Linked DNA regions of Rattus norvegicus: region 2 is linked to region 1. A link is a contact called in public Hi-C data. All regions are on one chromosome and are shown on one strand. The core of a region is the stretch at or near the end of the contact, and the rest is flanking DNA. Distances in the headings are between cores, read along the strand shown.

Evidence for each region. Hi-C and Micro-C count contacts between places; a contact is called where the count stands out from the background.
Region 2: a contact with region 1 is called in a Hi-C map of the A7r5 cell line, with 3 times the contacts expected there. The contact joins the promoter of Grk1 here to the promoter of C16h13orf46 in region 1. A contact is called at or near these places in 4 of 12 Hi-C or Micro-C datasets (the A7r5 cell line, the Rat2 cell line, Schwann cells and 1 more).

Annotation. Positions count from the first base shown.
Region 1 is chr16:82,672,618-82,679,100 of GRCr8, reverse strand. C16h13orf46 (similar to human chromosome 13 open reading frame 46) reads right to left here and starts at 1,460. Exons shown (of 9, transcript NM_001037182.1): 1 at 1,182-1,460. The coding sequence starts at 1,371.
Region 2 is chr16:82,835,597-82,841,589 of GRCr8, reverse strand. Grk1 (G protein-coupled receptor kinase 1) reads left to right here and starts at 3,619. Exons shown (of 7, transcript NM_031096.1): 1 at 3,619-4,501. The coding sequence starts at 3,803.

The DNA of each region.
Region 1 (6,483 bases), core at 211-2,710:
CTGGGCCAGACCTCAGCTGGCATTACCTGTTCCCCCACAGTGGCTTTGTGACTCAGACAGGAATCCAAAAAATGCTAAAAAGGAGTTCTTCTAGAAAGCAAGCCTAGAGCCTGAGTTGGAGGTTACCTTGTTCTGCAGAGTTCCCTTACAGAGCAGGCTAGCCCTTTCCCGGGGGTTTAATTGCAGGCTAGTTGAAGGCAGTGCAGGATAAACTTCCTCACAGGTTGTCTTTCCATGTCTTTCCACCCATTTCAAGCTTCACCCCAATCCCCCATGACGCCCCTCATAGAGACGCTGGTGCTTAGCCACCTGTCTCCTTTCCAGAAGTAAGCCTGTCCCTTCCTGTGCTCAGCACACCTGACCTTGGTCTGTGCCCTGTGTCCCTTTCTCAGGAGACCCTGTGCTTGTCTCTGTTGCCTGCACTGCTGAACTCAGTTGTGGACATCTGTGGATGGCAGCTACCTGTCCAACAGTGAGGGGCAGAAGGCTGACGTCTTTTAGCTGGGGCCAGGGGATGTTACTCAGCGTTGCACAATTCAGACCTTGGCAGTTCTCACATATCCCAGGGAAGAAAAAAAAAAAGGCAGGTTTCAGTTCCATCCCAGCCTCAGATGAGAGTCCAGAGGGTCAATTGGTGGAGGAAGGAAGCTGATGGGAGGCCTGCTGGTGATTTAAATATTTCCAGAAGATTTAAAAGTGGACTGGGAGGGCAAGAGAAATGGTGTTAAATGTACTTCCAGAGTCCCGGGTTTGGTTCCCAAAACTCACACAGGACTCAAGTCTAATTCCAATCCCAGGGGATCCAATGCCCTCTCCTGGTCTCCATAGCACTGCACATACATGGGGCACATACATGTGTGCAGGCAAAATACCCATATACAGAAGGTAAAAGGACCGGAAACTCCCCAGCGCTCCCTAAGTACGCATGCACATGTAATATGTGCCTGTGTTTCAGAAGATGCTAACTAGTAGGAGACTCTTCCAACCCTCATCTTTCTTACTTAATGTACTAAGCAAAGAGCAGCCGAGAGAAAGGCAGGGTTTCCACGGCCTGGTGCAGTTCTGAAGTTAGAAACCAGCTACCTTCTCCTAGCAGGAATGTGTCTTGCACACCCTATTTTCTTGAGGCTGGGCCGGCTCTGCCTGCCCTCCCAGCCCTCTGGGAGGGAGCCACCCCCTACCTAGCTCCTTGCGTAGTAGTTTCCTGATGCAGATCGGTGGGTCCCCCTTCTGGTGCAAGCCACCCACACTCCTGCTCCTCTGGAGTTCTGCCCCTTCACTGGCCACCTTGAGGTATACAGGGGTTATTCCTGAGGGCAGGGCTCCAGGCCCAGGCCGGTGCTTCCTGTGAGTGACGGGATCCTTCTCCATCCTGACCCAGAGGGGAGGAGGGAGTCACCAGCACAGCCTCAGACCAAGGGCATCTCTGCCAGCCTCTCCCTACCTCTCCGCCAGCAAAGTGGTCCAGCACCGTTGCTATGGTGCTGCTGTGACATCACAAGTTAGAGCTGAATGGTTATTGAGGGCTGTCCCAGAGGTCCCCGCTGGCTCAAGGGTTTTTTTGGAGTGGTTTGCTCTCTGTCGCTTTCCTGTGCGTCTGGATTCTTTAACAGCCATGGGTTTCTAGAAGGCCGTGTCTCACGCATGTGTGTTCCTGAAGCCAGTGTTTTGTCCCATTTGGGAATCTTTCCGTTTCTTCGGGCATGAGGAGGGCAGGAAGCAAAGTCAGGAAAATGAATGAATGAATGGCCCTGGGGCAGTGTGATATTCAGGCCGGTGGGTCAGAACTTACCACTGAGAGTAGGGCTTGGTGGGAGACATTTTGGTGATTTACAAGGACAGCGAAATCTGCCCATATGGGACCCTCAGCCTCAACGGCCTCGACTGGAAAGATGTCTCCCAGTTGAAGGCTAGAGATCAAGGAAGGGCAGGGACCTCTCCCAGGATCTACACATGTCATCTTCATGGGCTGCCCCCAATCTGTTTCTTCATCGCCTCTGTGACAGCAGACACAGTGGACTGGGGCGCCCCCTGGTGTCAACAGAGCACACGACACTCCCCTCATAGGGGATAGACATTTGTTCTATAGCTAGATACAAGTGACCACTGCCTCAGAGCACATTCGAATGACCCAAAACTCAATGTTCCAACATAGTAACAACCGGACAAGTTTTTTTCTTTAAATTATGAGTGTGTGTGTATCTGTGTGTGTATATGTGTTGGGGGATTGGTCTGGTGCTGCTATGTTTTTCAAATACTAAATACTGGTCCCCAAGATCTGGTTGTCTCCAATGAGTAAATCCTCATGTACACCAGTGATGCTATGTAAGTCTTGCTCCCCGATTTAAAACTACCAGCTAAATAAAGGTGGCTATGGCCAATCACTGGGGAGAACAGAAGAGGAGACTCTTCGGACACTGGGCTGGGGGCTGCAGGTGGGGACCACAAGAAGAGAGAGAGGGAAGGAGGGGGGAAACAGAGCAGGAGATCTCCATTAGAAGTGACGGAGCAGGAACACGTCGTGCCCAAATGACAGACTTCTGGATCAGAAGTAACCAGGGCATGATTCGGACAGTAAATGTTTGTTGCGGATTGTTGAATCAGACCAGCAGTTAAAAAAAATCCTAACTCCAGAACAGAAAAGGGAGATATGCTACATCGGGAAGGAGATTTTACATTTGTTCCAACAGGAAAAGTGAAGCTATGGGGTCCTTCCAAACTGATAAGGATCAGATACGGCCGGGGAAGAATTAGACGGCAAGTATTTGGGGAGCACAGCTGGGGACTTAAATCTAGCAAATGGGAATATGGATTAGGGGTAACCCCCCAAAGATTGTGCAGGAGCTTGTGAGATAGTCCCTCTGTTACTGGCGGGAGCTGGCTGTGTCATATTAATAACTAACAATTTATCAATCTCAATTTACAGGTATGCGCTCATGTGAGTGCAGATGCTGGCGTGGTCCAGAAGAGGGCGTTGGAACCCCCGGACTTGGCATTACAGGCAGTTGTGAAGCATCCGATTTGAGCACTGGGAACTGAACTCTGATAGAGTCATGTGCTCTTATCACGGAAGCATATTCAGCCCCTTCAAGTTTTTACATTAGCAGGGCAAAGAAAGTCAGAAACAGGCCCTTTTCAAATACACCGGTGGAAAACTTATATAGATGGGCTATAAAAAAGGCAGAGAATCTCAGCTCTGGGCCTTAGACGCTGTCTGATGGCATCCATAGCCCTTTGGTTGGGGGAAACTAGGGTTTTGTTAATACATTCCAAAAAGTTGCTCCAGTTAGTCACAGATTGCGAGGCTGGCAAGGCACGGCTGTGAAGGTGGCTCAAGAGAGTCCACGAGGAATTTTAATCAGGCTTCAGACCTGCAATATTCCCACCCATCCACAATCATTGATATTCGTATCAGGTACAGCCTGGAGAAGGTTCAGGGCAAGGCACTGGTCCATGCAGGGACTTTGGTTTCTGGTTCTCTCTATAAGCCAAGTATCACATGTCATTTATTAAGTATTATGAAAGTTCCGTGTCTACAGGGAAGACTTCCTAGGAACTGATGTGGCAAAGGCTTGAGCAGTCAGGAGACCAGGCTTCAGGAGAGAGGAAAAACTGGTAAAGTGGTTAAGGAAGAAACTCCTGGATCGTATCATTAAAACCGACTAGCCAATCACGATTAAGAGCTGGTGCTTTTTTTTTTTTTTTAATCATGGGTATTTGACAAAATGTGGCATCTAATAGTGACATACTGAAAGTAATCCAGAACATGATCTTTAGAGTGAAGGTGTAGATGAGGAAATTGGGCCCTTTGAACAAACAAACCTTCCTAGGTTGACTCTCTGTTTCTCCTGTACTTATAGCTAATTATACTCTATGAACTGTTTTATTTGTACGTGGAATATCTAGATTGCTATCTTATAATTTGCTTTTCTTTCTGGCCAGACTTCTAGCTCTAACCTGCTGTGACATGGATAAATCTAATTCTTAAGGAAATCCTCTGGGTATATATTTTAGTATTTTATATAAAATTATACTATTTTTTTATATAGTTTAGTATTTTAATGGGTGCTCCTGAACATATGAATGAGTTTTCTCTTCAGGCTCATTTCCTTCTGTGGTTTGTCCAACTTCGATGTGACAGCTTCTGTTTATTATGTCTTATTTTGTAGTGCTTGGTTGTTACCTCTTAGAAACCCATTCTTTCCTAACGAGAGACAGAAAGGGAATGGATCTGGGGGGAGGGGAGGTGGGAACTGGGAGGAGCAGAGGGATCGGAAAGTGAGATTAGGATATATTAAGAAAAGAATCGTATCTGTTTTGTTTTATTTTGAAGCAAGTTTTCTCCGTATAGCTCTTGCTGTCCTGGAACTCGCTCTGTAGACAGAACTCACAGAGATCTGTCTGCCTCTGCCTCCCAAGTGCTGGTATTAAAGGCATGCATCACGCCTGGCCAAGAATCTATTTTTAATAAAAGGGGGAAATTGATCTTCAATATCTAAATTATAATTCTCACCTGTGAATGCTATTATACTGGCACCATGCCAGATTTTTCTTGGTAAATGAAAAGTCACATTACAGAAGAGATTTAACAATGTAACATTCCTTTAGATTTTCTTTTTAACAAGATTATCTTTTCCTGGGGCTGGAGAGATGGCTCAGTGGTTAAAAGCACTGGCTGCTCTTCCAGGGGTCCCGTGTTCAATTCCCAGCACCCACATGGTGGCTCACAACCGTCTGCAATGGGATCCGACACCCTGCTCTGTCATCTGGCACACATGCAAATAAAGAACTCAAAATACATACATAGATACCATGGACCAAATATTTGTAACAGTGATAAAAAATGAGGTGTCAGACCAATTAGGAGAGAAGACAATTGATCTCTAATAATAACAGTCATGACATTTCATACCTTAAATGCAAATGTTTCTTGATTATTTAAGGTATCCTACAGTAAAAAAAATAAAAAAGCCCCACCTAAATTAGGCTCTGGGCCTGCAACATCCAACCTAGTCACACGCACGGAGAGTCTTACCAGTTAATCAGCAGACGCCCAGTGGAGGCTGGTGCTCTTCCTAGAAACTCGACTTCACACCGGTGATCTGACTTCAGCGTCATAACTTCCCCAGACCCCCTCCTTAAACATGGCGTGCCCGGGGTTTCAGGTGTGATGCCTTCAGCAGATGCTGCTGGGAGCACAACCTGAGCTAACACGGCCTAACGTAAGATTCCTGGTGGTCTGTTTTCTACCCCACAGAGACTGGTCTATCCCTAGCCTCCCTGGTCTTAACCTGATGAGATTAGGTGCAAACCCTCCCTAACCCCAGTCATCCGAATCCCTACGCAGGCTCGCTGGAGTGCGAGTTGGGACTTAGCTGGGCACACTCCAGAGTAACCCGAGTCTTAACTAGGCATGCCTCGGTGTGAACTGAGTCCTAAGCAGGCTCGCTCTGGTGTGACTGGAGCCCTGACTGGGCATGCTCCAGTGTGAGCTGATCTCTGATTGGGTGTGCTTGGACATGAGGTCAATCCTCTTGTCCTGGTATTGTCCAATTCTTGATGTTTTGTTTTGGGGTGTTTGTTTGTTTTTGTTTTGCTTCCAGCTGACTAGACTAACAGATGCCTGTGGCAGCAGACACCCTACATTCCATTCCCGGGAGGTCCCTGGCAGACAAGAGCCAAGGAGCAGGGCCCTATCTTCTTTGTTCCACTCCATTTTCCTTTGTGGCCAGTGGAGACTGACCAGCGACCCACGCCAGCTTCACCCTGTCCTGGGTGGCCTTCTGGCCTGAGTTCTTGGCCCCAGAAAGTCCCCAGAGGAAAAAAAAATCAGTGCTCTCAAAGCCAAACTTTTCTTCTAATGGGTCTGACTCCCATTAAACTCCCAGTGGAATTAAAATCTAACGGTGAAGAGTGAAAACCAAAGGGAGAAGAGAGGAGAGGGAATTGGGTGCTCAGTGCTGCCCCTCAGCCTAGTGATGGGTTTCCATGACATCCTGTCAGAAATGCCACCGGTCATGAGAGCCACACCTGCCTGGTCTGACACGGATGCCACCCTCCCTGGAGGGAACTTCCTATGCACTGCTCCCCTCCCAGAATCCAAACCACTCCACAGAAAGAATAAAACATCTGCTTTAATGGGCCAGTAAAATACATCAGGGTCGTTAGTATCTTATAAACAGAAACACTGTTACAAACCCAAGTTAAAAACATGTTCAGTGCACAAGTTACCGACTTTTTTTCATCTTCCGTTGCTATGCCATCCAATGCTATTATGTTTCCAGATGCAGAGTGAACCTCCCAAGATATGAAGAAAGAGAAAATGGTACCAGATGCGTGGTAGTGTCCCTTAGCAACATCTACCCAGAGCCGCCCCTCTCAGCCTCTGAAGATGCAGCTTGGGATGTGACTCCAGCAGCACTGTGGGGCGAAGCTGGCACAGACTGTCTTGTCTGTTTCAGGACCCTCCCACCCCAATCAAAA
Region 2 (5,993 bases), core at 2,370-4,869, 160 kb before region 1:
TTCCTGCACAAACATCATGACCAAGAAGCAAGCTGGGAAGGAAAGGGTTTATTCAGCTTACACTTCCACACTGCTGTTCATCACCAAAGGAAGTCAGGACTGGAACTCAAGCAGGTCAGGAAGCAGGAGCTGATGCAGAGGCCATGGAGGGATGTTACTTACTGGCTTGCTTCCCCTGGCTTGCTCAGCTTGCTTTCTTATAGAACTCAGGACCACCAGCCCAGGGACAGCACCACCCACAATGGACTGGGTCCTCCCCCTTGATCACTAATTGAGAAAATGCCTTCCAGCTGGGTCTCATGGAGGCATTTGCTCAAGGGAGGAGGCTCCTTTCTCTGTGATCACTCCAGCTTGTGTCAAGTTGACACACAGAACCAGCCAGCGCACAGTTGGACCTTCATTTGAAAAGGTGCCTCAGCGAAGTCTCATACCCTTTCCAGAACAAGGTGGATCATGAGCCTGAGTGCTACAGTGGGAGTACAGCTTTTAGGGAAAGCCGTGGGAGGAAACACCAAGAAAGTAACCCACAACACAACATAACACAACACAACACAACAAAAAACCCCACCACCACCTCCAACAACAGCAACAAAAACTTCAGTCAGGGAAGTAGGTAAATATTTATTTATTTATTTTATGTATAAGTACACTATAGCTGTCTTCAGACACACCAGAAGAAGGTATCAGAGCTCATTACAGATGGTTGTGAGCCACCATGTGGTTGCTGGGATTTGAACTCAGGACCTCTGGAAGAGCAGTCAGTGCTCTTAACCGCTGAGCCATCTCTCCAGCCCCAGGGAAGTAGGTAAAAATGAAAAGACATGCTGTCATATAGAGAAGACATTTGAAAAGCACCATCTGACAAAGGGCCAGGCATGTGACCAACAGGTGAAGGATTCTTCAGGTTCAATAACGAAAACCAGGCAGTCACCCACTTACAATATGGTAGAAAGATACCAGATACCTCAACATGGAGGTGCTGCTGGCACGCTGGCCTATAGGAAAAGGCTCTGTGTGGTTCCCTCTTGGGGAAAGGAAATTAAAATCGTAAAGAACAAAGAATTTCATGTTCAGGAAAACTGATGGAACCAGAGATCACCGTGTTAAATGAAATAAGCAGAATCAGAAAGACAAGTGCCACCGGCTTTCTAACATATACAGAAAGTAGATAAAAAGTGGGGGTAAAAAACATTCCCAGGGGTGAGGAAGTAGAAGAGGGAACTCTGGGAGGAATCTGTAGGAAGAGGAGGGAGGCCAGAGAGTACTAGGGAGGAAATGTGCTCAGAGAACATTACACATGTATGAGAGTGTCACTGTGGAGTTCGTCGTCTTGTACAATTAATATGTGTTAATGAAAAACATGGCCAGGGCAGAACAGCCAAATGGGCTTCCGGCGCTCGCGAGGATGTGGGTGTCTGGTTCCAAGGGCTGCTGAGAATGGAGGACAAACTAGAAATCAGTGTGTCAGTTTCTTAGAGCAAACACAGAGCTGCCCGGAATCACATTCTTGGACATTTATCCTGGAGAAGTAGAAATTTACACACACACACACACACACAATTTAAACCTGGGTGACTGGTCATCAGCCTCAAGAAGGAAAGAACTGTGGGCACCTGCCTTCTCCGAGAATTCTCCGAGAGGCAAAAACTCTCCCAAAAGTAGTCCCCGAAAGAACCCATGCTCATAGAGTAGTACCCTTTCAGTGGTACAGTTCAACCACAGAGAGCAGGCCCAAGGGTCCCTGGCCACTGAGGGCGTGGGAAAGTCTTTGCCTACAGAGGGCAGCTTAAGGGTTCTGTGCCATGAGTCCACTGCTGAGAGGCAGTGCTGAAATTTGGGGAGCTATTACAGTTGAGGGATCCTTCTCCCTACTTTCCCCCCTTCCTTTCTCCTCCTCTGCCACCCCTACAACTGTATGCACTCAAGAGATTAACTTGAGCACACTCAGAGAGTACACCCTCCCCCATCTGAATAGTCTGGCCCGGGAACCAAACTCATCCTACTTTGGTGGCAAATTTTCCTTAGCCCCTTGCACAAGGGACTTCCTTGTATGAAGGCAGCCTGGAATTCTTCAGCCCTAACCCTCTCATGGTCCTGACTCACAGTTTCCATGTAAGTCACCTGGGAACCTGTCAGAGATGGAGGCCCGAGCTCCACCAGGCCCTCAGAGGCAGGTGGAATATGGATTTCAGTGCTCTGGTGGCTCTCCTGGCAAGGTACCCAATGGCAAAGAACCATGTCTCCTTTGGTCCTGATTGGTGTGAGAGTCGGCTCCAGTCTGTTCAAGGTCACCAGCTACTTAAGTGGCAGGGTTGGGACTAGCACAGGTCACCTGAGGAGAACGAGGTAGTGTTTACCTCAAATATTTACTCATCAATCTTCCTGTCACAAGCCCTTGCTAGGAGGTGGGCGTGTGGCAGGAGTGGAGGTTGTCATTCACCAGCAGGTTCTCTTTTTAATTCCTCAGTCACAACAGGAGACCCTGTCCCCACCTGAAGCACCCCCAGCCCTTCAGGGAAGGAGGTTGGGCTGAACACTCCTTTAACCTCCTGACTCAGGTTTTCCAGGTTTCCTTTTATTCTCAGCTGTCCCTTTCTCCTCCCTGTAAGCACTCGCTCCTGTGGCAGCTCCCCAGACTGTCAGGAGTACCTATAGATGTGACAGACATGGTCCCCAGGAGGTGGTGACATGCCTGTAGATTCTGACATTCCCAGGTGTGTCCTGGATGTGACCAGTGTCTATGCTGGGTTCCGAGTATGCCCCAGTGAGCCCCTGCTGTTCCAAGTTTGTCTCCAGTATTATGCCCCCAATCCCTGAATCCTAGATGCATTCTGGGCTCATGTCTCACGTGTCTTCTGGCCTGACAGGGGGCTGGACGTGACGGCATGCGGGTCTCCTGTTGGATCATCCATGCTTTCTAACTGCCTTTGGCGGTTCTGCAAGAAGGACACTTGTTTTCCCCAACAAGTGCCTGTGGTCTCACCTACAGGCAGGGAAACTGGGCACTGCAGGCTTCCCTCTGGATTCCTGTTATCTGGAGGTTTCTTGCATGCTACTTTCTTAAGGATAAAACTTAAACGGGGTGGGGGTGGAGGCTGGAGAGTTCGGCTCAGCGGTTAAGAGCACTGACTGCTCTTCCAGAGGTCCTGAGTTCAAATCCCAGCAACCACATGGTGGCTCACAACCATCTGTAATGGGATCCGATGCCCCCTTCTGATGTGTCTGAGGACAGTGACCGTGTACTCCTAGACAAAATAAATCTTAAAATAATAGTGTAGAAAACAACCCGGAGCCACATACAAATGGAGGTTTCTCCTGGGACTGACTGACTACCCTCTGCCTCAGACTCACGTCCCAGAAAGACACAGACAAGTCCTGTCCACCTGCCAAGGCCAGAGAAGGATAGAACTGTTCCCCACTGGCTTCCAGGAGCCTTCGGCATGCCCTTCCCTTGGGAACACGGAGGCAGCACCCAGGGGGAGTCAATTGAGCTGAACTCTAATCCGATTTGGAGCGGCTTAGGGGATTGTCTTTTTCTGGCACCTGCTGGTCACCCCTAAGGTGTCCTCAGTGACCCCAGCATTGGGATTTAGCTAGATACTTGTCAGCTCTGGTCTCCCTGGCCATTCGGTGGGATCCCAAGCACCCTGGCCACGGCCGTGTGCCTCCCTTTGTCCCACAAGGGCAGGAACAGGCCATAGGCCAAGGGCACCAGGTCAAGCCTGCTTTGGCTGCTGGTGCCTTGAGCTTGACTTCAGCTTATGGGTCTTAACACTTGAAGTGGACACAGGGCATCAGCAGGATGGATTTCGGGTCCTTGGAGACCGTGGTGGCCAACTCTGCCTTCATTGCGGCCCGAGGCAGCTTTGACGGAAGCAGCACCCCCTCTTCCCGAGACAAGAAGTATCTGGCCAAGCTCCGGTTGCCCCCACTGTCCAAGTGTGAGGGTCTCCGTGACAGCATCAGCCTAGAGTTTGACAACCTGTGCTCGGAGCAGCCCATTGGCAAGAGGCTCTTCCAGCAGTTCCTGAAGACAGACGAGAGGCATGTGCCGGCTCTGGAGCTCTGGAAGGACATCGAGGACTATGACACTGCCGATGACGACCTACGGCCACAGAAGGCTCAGGCCATCCTGGCTGAGTACCTGGACCCACAGGGCACACTCTTCTGCAACTTCCTGGACCAGGGCATGGTGGCAAGAGTGAAGGAAGGGCCAACTGGGAGCCAGGATGGGCTCTTCCAGCCTCTGCTGCAGGCCACACTGGAGCACTTGAGTCAGGGCCCCTTCCAGGAGTACCTGGGAAGCCTATATTTCCTGCGGTTTCTTCAGTGGAAGTGGTTGGAAGCCCAGCCCATAGGTGAAGACTGGTTCTTGGACTTCAGGGTCCTGGGGAAGGGGGGCTTTGGGGAAGTGTCCGCCTGCCAAATGAAGGCGACCGGCAAGATGTACGCTTGCAAGAAGCTGAACAAGAAGCGGCTGAAGAAGAGGAAGGGGTACCAGGTAGGGATCCCAGCGAGCAGTAGGATGCGCTTAGGCTAGAGGGCCGGTAGAATGTAGACCACCCGCCAAGACTCCTGTGGAGCTCTACTCGGGCCCTAGCTACTGTGCACGCTGCCTTTTGGACTCCCCTGGCTCAGCCAGCCAACGGCAGGATGGTAGTCCCTCTGTACCGCGCTCAGGAGCAGTTCAGAGGGGGAGCTGCAACAGAGCGTGTATCCGACTACCTAGAAACCTTTCTGTGTAGCTGCTGTTGTGACCATATGCAGGAGGGAGTGAGGCAGCCCTCTCTCGGCAGGTACTGCTCACAGATAGGCAGAACCCATCTGGGATGCTGTGGTGTGGGACCACTTTTCCCCGAACACAGGTTTCCAGGGGACAAGAATGAGTGGAGGACATGGGCAGGCAGCCATTTCCTCCTTGGTTGGCGTCAGTGTCTAGTTAAGGCAGGATCAGCAAAAGCAGCTTATTGTCCAGGGAGCACAGCCCTCTGCAGCCCTGCTGTACAGTACGGATAATGCTGTGGAACTCCTAGGAATGGACACATGGACATAGCTGTACGGGAGAGAGGGAAGCGGGGAGAGACTGGGAAGAGTAGAGGGAGGAAAAACTATGTTTAGGATATACATAGAATGCAAGGTGAAAAAAGGTCATGGTATGTGGAAGATGTAGTTCCTCTCTCTCTCTCTCTCTCTCTCTCTGTCTCTTTGTCTCTCTGTCTCTGTCTGTCTCTGTTTCTCTGTCTCTGTCTCTGTCTCTCTGTCTCCCTTCCTTCCTTCCTTCCTTCCTTCCTTCCTTCCTTCCTTCCTTCCTTCCTTCCTTCCTTCCTTCTTTTTTTGCCCCATTTTTAGAGACAGGATCTCTCTGTGTGGCCCTGGCTTTCCTCTAAGTCAGTCTATAGACCAGACTGGCCTCAAACTCATAGAGCTCCACCGGGCTCTGCCTCCCGAGGGCTAGGATTAATGGCCGTGCACCACCACTGCACAGCTGAAGGTGTGACTTCTGAAGGGCCTCGGCGATTGATTTCTGTCTCGAGTTTGAAACTATTCATAAATTGGAAAACGCTTTAACTGTTCCACTTTTATTTAAAGTATCTCAGTTAGGGGCTGGAGAGAGGGCTCAGCGGTTAAGAGCACTGACTGCTCTTCCAGAGGTCCTGAGTTCAATTCCCAGCAACCACATGGTGGCTCACAACCATCTGTAATGGGATCCGATGCCCTCTTCTGGTGTCTGAAGACAGCTACAGTGTACTCATATACATAAAATAAATAAATAAAAATAAAGTATCTCAATGGAAAGAGACACAACCTTATGCTTGTGTAGGACAGCACACACCTTTAGTCCCACCACTCATGAGGCAGAGGCAGTGGCTGGGCTTGTGTGAGTTCAGTAGCCCACACAGAGAGTTCCAGGACAGCCAGGGCTACATAGTGAGGCCATGTCTCAAAACGACAAACACACACATAACTGCAGCTTTCTGGAACTGCAATTCAAG